Linked DNA regions of Gossypium hirsutum: region 2 is linked to region 1. A link is a contact called in public Hi-C data. All regions are on one chromosome and are shown on one strand. Each heading gives the region's core, a stretch centred on a gene start, on an enhancer-like site or on the middle of the called end of the contact. The rest is flanking DNA. Distances are from core to core; before and after follow the strand shown.

Evidence for each region. Hi-C and Micro-C count contacts between places; a contact is called where the count stands out from the background.
Region 2: a contact with region 1 is called in a Hi-C map of leaf, with 2.5 times the contacts expected there. The contact joins the promoter of LOC107951418 here to the promoter of LOC107951424 in region 1. A contact is called at or near these places in 4 of 34 Hi-C or Micro-C datasets (hypocotyl and leaf).

What each region holds. Positions count from the first base shown.
Region 1 is chrA02:20,155,450-20,160,511 of Gossypium_hirsutum_v2.1, reverse strand. It overlaps LOC107951424 (growth-regulating factor 1), which reads right to left and starts at 2,230. Exons shown (of 5, transcript XR_005906305.1): 1 at 1,517-2,230; 2 at 669-878; 3 at 107-467; 4 at 1-6.
Region 2 is chrA02:20,780,573-20,785,894 of Gossypium_hirsutum_v2.1, reverse strand. It overlaps LOC107951418, which reads right to left and starts at 3,376. Exons shown (of 2, transcript XM_041087224.1): 1 at 2,408-3,376; 2 at 1-2,292. The coding sequence starts at 2,921. The coding sequence ends at 2,270.

The sequences.
Region 1 (5,062 bases), core at 981-3,480:
AGCCACCTGCAGAAAGTAACCAATAGATTTTGAATCCATCAATGGCTAGTTCGTCAAATACCGATATATGTTAATTACAAGTATGCTGGGAGGATTATCGTATCACCTGTTTAGTGGACCAGAGTGCGAAAGATTAGATTCACCAGCAGTCTGCTGCTCTGCAATGGTGAGGCTGTTGGACTCACCGTTTCCACCGTTTGGCCCTACCACTGATGCTGAAGAGAACGAGACAGAATGCATCAGCTTGGTGGTAGTAGTGGTGGTGGATGCGGTGGAACGTCCGGATTGACCTTCCACAGGCTTTCTTGAACGATGGCGGCCCCTGTTCATATGCCGCTCACAATACTTCTGGTCGGCAACCGCATCTCTTGAGCACCGCCATTTCTTTCCATCTGTTCTACGACACCGTCCTGGCTCCGGATCAGTGTTGTTTGAGAACCCAAGATGGAAAGCTCCCCATCCCACTGCTGGAAAACACCCCAAGAACAAATAAATGGAACACCCTTGTGAACAAAACAGATTAACAAACAAAAAAAAATGCACTACAACTAACAAACAGAAGAAAATGTACTTAGTTAAATCTGCGTTTGGATACAAATTACATGAACAGTTAAAAAACAAAGGAAAAAGTTTTGATTTTCTTACTTCTCCAAGAGACAGGAACTTACATGTATTGGGTCTGAGGAGTCCACCAGAAAAGCTAGAGAAACCAGCAGAATCAAGGGCTTTTCTTATAGGAATGAGAAGAGTTGATGGTATTGGCACATTTGCAGTCATGTATTTATAGATCAAAGCCTGATGTTCTAGCTCCATCCATTGAGATGAAGTGAATGGTCCACCATTCATATTTGCACCATTAAATCCTCCAGTATTGTAGCCTGAAACAAAAAGACTGCACCATCAAAAAAAGACGGAACAAAAAGAAAACATATGAAGACAGAAAAGCCAAAAACTTTCAAGGCTATCAAAGCAGCATAGTGGAAATGAAAAAGTTTTTAGATTTTCCTCTTAAGAGAAAAAAGGGAAAAAGGGACTGTTTAGAAAGTGGTGAAGGCAAGTTAATCCAGAAATCATAAACTAGTCTGCAACATTTGAGTGATGGATTTGTGGCCTTTGAAACAAGAAGCAAACATTACATAAAAGGAAGATGGGGGAAAAGGTAAAGATAACAAAAAGGAAACATAAGAATAACCCCAAAACAATCAAAAGATGGACCATTTGATTCTCTCACTCTCCACTATTATTCTTTCCTTCTTGCACAAATGTTCTTCTTTCCTTCCCTTGCTCATTGTTTGGATTATTACCAAAAATATTTTTCACCCCTAAATCAGGAAGATGATTGACAAGACTCTAAAACACAACACCACTCTTAGATTTCCATGAAAAGAACCTTCACCAGAAACTCAAATCAGAAAACCAAAAACAAAACATGTCTGATCCTTGGTTGCAACTCACAAGCATGCTGTATTTCATTTCCACAAATGTTGTTGAATAGATCATTAACAATTATATATACCTGTATTTCTAGTACATGCTGGTGATGTGAGATGAAAGTAAGGGAATATGACATTTTGGGAACTCCTCCCCATTGAAAGAGCTTCTAATTTGGGAGCAGAAAAGCTCAGCATTTGCTGCTGTTGTTGTCCATCAAAGAAGATAGAGGTATTAGATCGAAATAAAGTATTTCTGTGTTGGGACAGCACTGCCTTGGAGGCTGAAATATCATCAAATTTGGCCAGCTTTGAACTCCTCCAGTCATCTTCATTACTGCCAGATCTCTTTTGCTTGAGAAACGCAGATCCATACAACTTCTGCTTTGTCTCAGATTCTGAAGCAACCAAAGTAAAACCAGTACTAGTCTCTGAACCCACAATACCCTCCAAACCCACCACCCCAAAATCCATATAGAAACCCCCCCCCAAACCCCCCTACTTACAAAAGCACTAGACTCGAGAAATGAACCATTGGGTTATTGCAAGAACTAAAAACAAAAGCTTCATGGTTTAAGCTTCGTCTCAAGAATCAAACCAGACTATTCTTTTTCAAAAGATTTGATGTTTAGAGAGAAAAATAAATAAATAGAAACAGTGAGAGCTTGTCTTAAATACCACACTCTCTGTATATATACATACAAAGATGGATATATAGTATATAGAGATTAGGAATATATAGGAGCTGCTGCTGCCATTGTTTAAGTAACGAAAAGTTTTATCCAATATTTAAGCCTTGAGTTGATACAACATAGATCACTCTAACACGTTAAGTAAGCCCTTTCACATAATAATTTTCTTCTGTTGGGAGTATTAGAATTACAGAAAACTCCTTCGAGAGTTGGATAATTTACTCTAAACAAAATGTTCTTTGTCAGATACATGGAGGATTTATTTGTCTTTAACGTGCAAACTTCAGCACTTTTTAACTTTTCTCGGTTCACCTTTTAAGAAATCTTTTTGGGTTTTGAGTTTTATATGTAGAATGGAAATAAAAAATTTGGGGTTACCAAAAAATAATAATATAAAATTAGGTTGAATATTACTAATTTATTGCATATTTCAATATATTATATATTAGGAATCAATTTCAAACTTAAACAATTCTTTCCTTTTTATCTATCTTGATAAAAGAAAAAGGGGAAAACATAATTTATGCATTTAAATACCATATTAATTATGTATAATATATTTGACTATAAACTTCTAAATATTTAATTACGATTTTGTTTCTTTTATCAATTATTTAAATATGTTTTTATTTATTTGCATTTTTTATACTTTGTATATTTAATTATATTATTTTTAATATTTTATTCTTATGAGTATTATAGTAATTTGTTATAAATATAAGTTTAATAATTATTGTTCGACATTATTTTAATTCTATTCTTCTAAGAAAATTAGAAATCCTATCCGAAAATCACATATTTAAAATAATTGTGTATCTAAAAATAACATACAATGAATAATGAAATGTATGGTTTGAAATTAATTAATTGTAATAATATATGAGAAATGTACAAGGTTAAAATAAAAAAAAGATTAAATTGTAAGTAAAATAAAATTTAAACACATAAATATATCAAATAAACAATACTAGTTGCACTACAATTATTTATAATGATTTTGTCAACAATTATGAGTTAATATCAAGTTGACTTGTGACACCAACTAAATTAACAATATTATCGATATATACAACTAATGGAGATTATGTTAAATATATATACATATAATATATACATTAAAATAAAACTTTGATTGAATAGTAAATTTAAGGTTTATTAATTCAATTGTCGAAGGTTTAAATAATATTTTAATTAGTTTTTGTTAAAATGAAATGAAAACACAAAAATGTCTTCAAATAGTATAACCTATTTTGATTATGAAAAGACATTTATGTAATTTTCTAATTGAGTTAACGACTTGATTAGAAGTGACACCAACTCAGTAAAATACTTAATAAATAGTATAGATATTATTATAATATTATCTATTAATTAATTATATATATTTAATGTGACTATTTTCATAATTTAAATTCAAACACTGTTTATATTATTTTAATATTATTATATCAATTGAGTCTTAATTCAATTGTAATAATATTATTAACAATGAAAGGAGATGTACCAACCTATTAGTATTTTTAAATATTCTTGTCTTGCAACTAAACAAAACTTAATTTGTTGCCTTGCCTTGAAAAGTCTGCTAGTTAACGGTTTCTTTTTATCAATAATATATTTTTATTCTTATCTCAAAGTTAAGCTTAAAAGAAGACCAAGGGAAGTGGTGAGCTCCATGAAGTCATGTGACAAGGATGCATTGCCACGTGACAGACACCAAAAAGGAAAATCTACTCTTTCCAAGGCCCTCTTTAATTTTATAACAATCTCTCTCATGGAAATGCTTGAAATCAAACACCAATCCATAGATTTTCTATTTTTAGATGGTAATTATTTGAATTCTTTTTTTAAATTTAAAATTCTATTATCTTCTAAATATTTCAAAAAAAATTACTTAATCATTTCACATATTTAACATATTCAAATACCAAATGAATCTATTCAAATAATTTGTCTTTTGAATTTGAATTAAAAAAATTAATATTTATATGTTGATTTAAGTATAAATAAGTTATTCTTTTAAAAATTATTATATTTAAAATAAGATAAAAATAAAATTAATGTATTAAAAATGTATTATTTCAATAACATTATAAATTGATAAAACAGCATGTTTTCAAATATAAGCTTATAAATAAATAATTTATTCTTATTAAAAAGAGATAAAAATAATATAAAATTATAATTTCATACAATTCTTTCTTATCAAATAAATAATTTACTCTTTTCATAAACTCAATACTAAATAACATTCATCAAGGCATCTTCCTAAGTCTTATTCTTCCTAGGACAACTTCAAATTCATTGTCTTCAATAATTATTGAGACAAACTTTTGCTGCTTCATTCAATTTTATTCATACTTCATAAGTAGATGTAGTTGCAAATGTAATTATAGTAGATCTGGTTGAAAAACATACTCGAAATTATGATTTTTTTTTAAAAAAAATAAGTTTTTATGGCCTTAAAAATATCAAATCATCGATAATTTTCTCAACATTAAACTTTTCGTACCAAATTCCTATAATTTTTTCTTTGAATATATATAACGTTTCATGGTTTAAAATTTGCTCGGGATATTGTTTGCAGCTTTTGTGAAATGTGCAATTCCCCCATCTCTTCTTTTTCTTGATATTTTATTATAAAAGAAATTTTTAAATAAGTTTTGTAATGATACTAACTATTATTAATTCATTGACTCATTAGTCTGTCGAGTCTTGACTCGTATTTTGTATGGGTTCGCATATGCATAGTACTTGCACATGGACGAGCACTAAATGAGGATGCGTAATATGGGTTTGCCTTCAGTGATGGAGGCAAAAAAAAATCTGGGGAGCCCGGAATTAAATTATATATTTTTACAATCGTAAAAATATAATTTCACCATTTTAATAGACTATATCTTTATAATTTTTAAATAATTAAATTAAATTTTTATTATTTGG
Region 2 (5,322 bases), core at 2,127-4,626, 620 kb before region 1:
TTCGGTCCTTCGGTTGGATGAGGGGGAGGAATTCCCATAATGTGGGAAATAATCTCATCTGGTAACCAAGCCTGCAAAAAAGTAAGATTCCAATTGCCATCTCCTGTAACCAAATCACTCAGCAAACAATCAATATTGATATTAGCATAAGGAGATAGATAATTAATCAAAGGTCCAAAACTAGGAAACCAAATGTCTTTCTAGCAACTAATTTTATTACCGTCACTGACGGACCATACCAGATTATCAAGTAACAGGGTCCACACTTTTGATAGCGACTTTCAAAGAAAAGAACTTTTCACCTTCGCTATACTAGCCGGTAAAGAATCCTTCATCCCATACTTAGACCTGAGAACATGAACCCAGAAAGCTTCATCATTTGAAGCCAATTCAAAACCAAGTTTAAGCAAGAAAGCGATGTTCTGGTCTCGTAACTGTCTCATGCCAAGACCTCCAAACCACTTGGGTTGGCATATAGAGTCCCAACCAACTAAAAACATCTTTTTCTTGCCGTCAGAGGTCCCCCAAATAAAACGCCTCACCAGGCATTCAATCTCCTCTCAAATCTGCCTAGGGATCATCATAGATTGCATGAAATAATTGGGAATCGCTAGAAGAACCAACTACGCTAGAGTAACTCGGCCTGCAAAAGAAAGTTGACGAGTATCCCAACTTTGAAGCTTCTTATAGACTTTCTCAATCACAAAATGAGGAGTAATATTGGTGACTCTCTTATGGAAAAGAGGGACTCTGAGATACCGTCCAAGATCATCCACCTTTTGAAAACTAAGAAGATTACTTAGCCGATCAGCCATGATCTCCTCAACACCTTTGGAGAAGAAAATATTAGTTTTCCTAGGATTAACCTTATGTCCTGAGAGCTCATAAAAATCATTCAGAATTTCTTTTAAAATCCTTCCATGTTGTTCATCTGCTCTACAAAAAATCACAAGATCATCAGTGAAAAAGAGGTGTGAAAGAGCCAGCCTCGAGCATGACAACCGTATAGGTTTCCAAATCCCTTTAGACAAAGCCGACCTAATAGAATGTCCTAACCATTCCATACAAAGTGCAAAAAGGTAAGGAGAAAGATGACAACCTCGCCTAATTCCCCTAATAGGTCTAAATTTGGTTGTAGGAACTCCATTCCACAAAACCTACATGGTAAAGTTAGAAATAGCAGAGATAATAACATTTGTGAGATAACTAGGGATACCTGCCGCTTGAAAAGAAGCATCAATAAAATCCCATCACACTCGGTCATATGCTTTTTTCAAATAAATTTTTATCGCCATCCACTTTTGACTCTTGCAGCTCTTTCATTGAATGGATCACCTCTTGTGAAATAACAATATTATTGGTAATATTACGTTCGATAATAAACCCTGCCTGTTCCTGCGCAATAATTTTAGGGAATATAATCTTAAAGCGGTTAGCTATTACCTTCATCACCAACTTGTAGAGGACGGAGCAAAGACTTATAGGGCGGAACTGAGCAAGACTCCTCAGGATTCTAAATCTTAGGAATAAGGACAATCAAGGTATTATTAAGCCCAAAATTAATATCCCTACCGTTGAAGACCATTTTCACCCAGCCACAAACAGCTGGACCTACCGTATCCCACTGTTTCTGAAAGAAGATAGCATGAAAATCGTCGCTACCCGGAGCTTTTAAGGGAGCCATATCAAACATAGCTCTCTTAATTTCCTCATTAGTGACCACTCTTCCTAAAAAATCACTATCGGTAGAAGCAAATTGGGGAAACCTGTTAGGAGGCAAGGATCACATGGGACCAGGGTCATCTCCGTATAATTTCTGGAAAAAAATTAGAAGCTTCCAATTCGATAGCCTTAGGATCAAATACCCAATCACTAAGAGAGTTACAAATGGCAGAAATACGGTTATTTTTTCGCCTCTGCAAAGTGCGAGCATGAAAAAGCTTAGTGTTTCTATCCCCCAGATGAAGCTAGTCACACTGAGCCTTTTGTTTCCAGAGAAGTTCCTCATGATGTAACACATTTTCCTACTCATTTCTTATCTTTATTTCAACAAGAGCTAAATGAGTGGAACCTAAAAGGTTCATTTTCCTCTGAACGGTTGACAACTTATGAATTAGGTTTCTCCTACGAGTAGTGATATGGTCGTAAATGGTCTTATTCCACTCTTTGAGATTCGCAGTAAATTTATTTAAAGAAGCAGACATGTTCCCTTGAAAGACCCACTGATGTCTCACAAGATTTCCAAAATCAGAGTGTTCAACCCATCCTGCTAAGAACCTAAAAGGTCTTCCCCTAGGCAAGGCAAAATCAAAATTAAAGTTGAAGAGAAAAGAACGGTTGTCAGATTTAATTCTTGGAAGATGAGTAACTAAGCTGTTTGGAAAATAGTTTACCCAAGCCTCATTACCTAAAGCATGATCCAATCTTTCAAACAGATGACCCCTGTAGCAAGTAAAAGGAGGTCCCTTAAACCCCAAATCATGAAGGTTAGACAAGTCTACAAAATTACCAAAACGGGGACACCTCTTTCCATTCGAAAGGCCACCCTTTTTCTCATCAGAGGAAAGAATAGCATTGAAATCTCCAATCACCATCCAAGGAGTTTGCCCAACAGGTATAGTAGCTCTCAATTCATGCCAAAGGTCTTTTCGCTTCTGACGATTAGGACTCCCGTAAACGAACCCGATCAATATTGGAATTGACGAAGAATTATGCCAAACCTGAGTAATAATGAATTGGGGATGATTTTGTAGAATCTTCACTTTAACAGACTTGTTCCAACCAATACAAATGCCCCTAGCATAACCAATAGCCTCCACACGATGTAAAAATTGAAATCCCAATTTTGCAATAATTCTATCTGCCTTGGATCCACTAACTCTATTTTCCAACAAGCTAATAATATCGGGTCTATGCTCCATATTATACTCTCAAAAAATATGAGAAAATTTGGCATTGGCGCATCCCTGACAATTTCAAGAAAAAATTGAGAGATTCATAATTAATAGAAAATAGTAAAGAAATCATACCATTAATGCCCGGAATCGTTCAATCCACTAGATTCAGGATCAGCACGTACTCCCATTTCAGCTTCCTTTGAAAGGTCAGAGGAAATAAGCTTCGCCACCTCTTTCATAGAATCAGCTAAAGAAACCCGTAAGTTTGCAGAAGCTTTAAATTGATTCCCACCTCCTTTTAAATCATTACTTTTTTTGCGCGTTCCTCTAGTAATGCCAAATTTCTCATTACTTTTTCGATCCTTATTTTCCGTTTTACTTGTACTTATATGCTCAAAAATACGACATTTAGACTGATCAAATGAATTAAAAAAATTTTAAAAGTGACAGCAGAGTGTTTCTCGTGGTCTAAAATATTATCAGTCAGCTGAACATCAACTTTTACTGGGCTTTCAAAGGCCGGGTTGAAATGTGCCTTAATATCACCCGACTTACTAGCTTGTAATTTTGGGTTATAATGGTTTTCAAAGTTACCTGCATTCAACAAAATAGACCCAAATTCTTGGTTAGTCGAAATTAAATTAAGATTTGGAAAAACCTGGGGATTCTCGACATTGGTCCATGTAGGAGAGGCCTGCTGGTCACTAACGGGCCTGGAAAGAGACAACGGCCTGATTGGCTTTTACACCGCTCTAAAAGCGTGATTACCCGTGGTCTCCATATTCGTAGGAACATTGGATACAGAGGGAGTTGCTTTAGTTTGACACGCCTGCTGACGTGATCCATTTATGTTTTCTTTAGATGACGGCCCAACCAGAAACCCATTCGGCCTGCTATCAATCAATATCTTTTTTCCCTAGGCTTTTCAGCCTTATTCTGTCATTACCATGGCCTGAATGAACTCCCCCCCAATGCGCTTAGTTTCTGAAATATTTATGTTCTTTTGGGCTTTCGAATCCAGACCCAGGTCACAAGTCCTCTTTTGGGCATCTGAACCAATGCCCGAATTTTTAACAGTTTTAATATGCAGAGGTAGCAAAGATTTAATAAAATCTTCTCCCCTAGAATCAAGGGTGGTCAAATCAGGTTCCACCACTTGAAGATTTAATTATTTTAAATCTGCCTTTATCGTTTCCTCTTCACCGCCCGTCTTCTTGCCTTCAATGGTAAAGACATTAAATCTAGAGCCTAACCTTCCTTTTCCAGCAGCCATACCACTAGAATCACAAGAATCCCCCGATCTTCATCGGGATTTACGCTCTACCAACATCCAAGGTCTGAAAGTTGGTTCAGAGACCTTTCCTGGATCGTTGTTGTTACTGTTAGAACCGTCGTCGACCACCACTTTGTCACTATCTTTGCCCAATATTTCTTTCGACAAGGAACACAACTCCCTCACATGCCCGTATTTTCCACAGGTAAAACAGATCGTTGGTAAGGCTTCATATTCCACCTGTTGTATTTCACCATTGACACAGATTTGAGAGATGAGAGGCTTATCCAGGTTGATAAACAGAGCCATTCTAGTGAATTTGCCCCTAGTTCTATTATCGGTCTTAAAGTCAAACTTTACAACCTTACTGATCATGCTTCCAATTGCCCCGAGAATCTTCCTTTTGTACATAAACCCCAGTAATCCGGGTAGCCTGATCCATGCCATAACTACACTTGGGTATGGTTGAAGGGGAGAGAACTCTTTTGTCCATGGTTGAACTGTCAAATATTTGCCCAAAAATTATCCATGGTCCCTGTGTAAGAACTTTGTCATAATCCTCTTAGTTTTGGAATTTAGCCAAAAAATACCCATTCTTAATATCCACTAATTGGAATAATTGTATAGGCTTCCACAGGCTACTAATTCGATTAAAAAGAACACCATAACTGATATTTCGGCAAAGTAGTTTTAAAAATACTATCATCTCCATCTCCTTATACAAGATTTCTTTGACTCGATCAAAGAACTCAATTGCCGGAATTCCATTAACAGTGGACCTTATGATATCATCGTCTAACAAAATAAAATATTCATCACTTCCCTCCTCAAATCTCACAACTTTCTGACTAGTCCCAGACGAACCAGTCCCAAAAAGTTTGTCTGTCCATGATGTTGCCGCATTCAAAGGTGGACCAAAGTCCACAGCCATATCCACAGAAGCCCCATCGAAAACATATTTAAACCTAACTTTCTTGGTATTGCGATCCTCAGATAGCCACGAATCATCATCACTGTCAATTACTTTCAGAGAGTTTTCCATTCGACGTGAAATATTTGAAAATTTTACTACCATTGAGGATTTAGTTTAGTTAGTACGATCGTTATTGCAATAATTAAAAGAATATATATGATTTTGAACGTGTTTAAAAA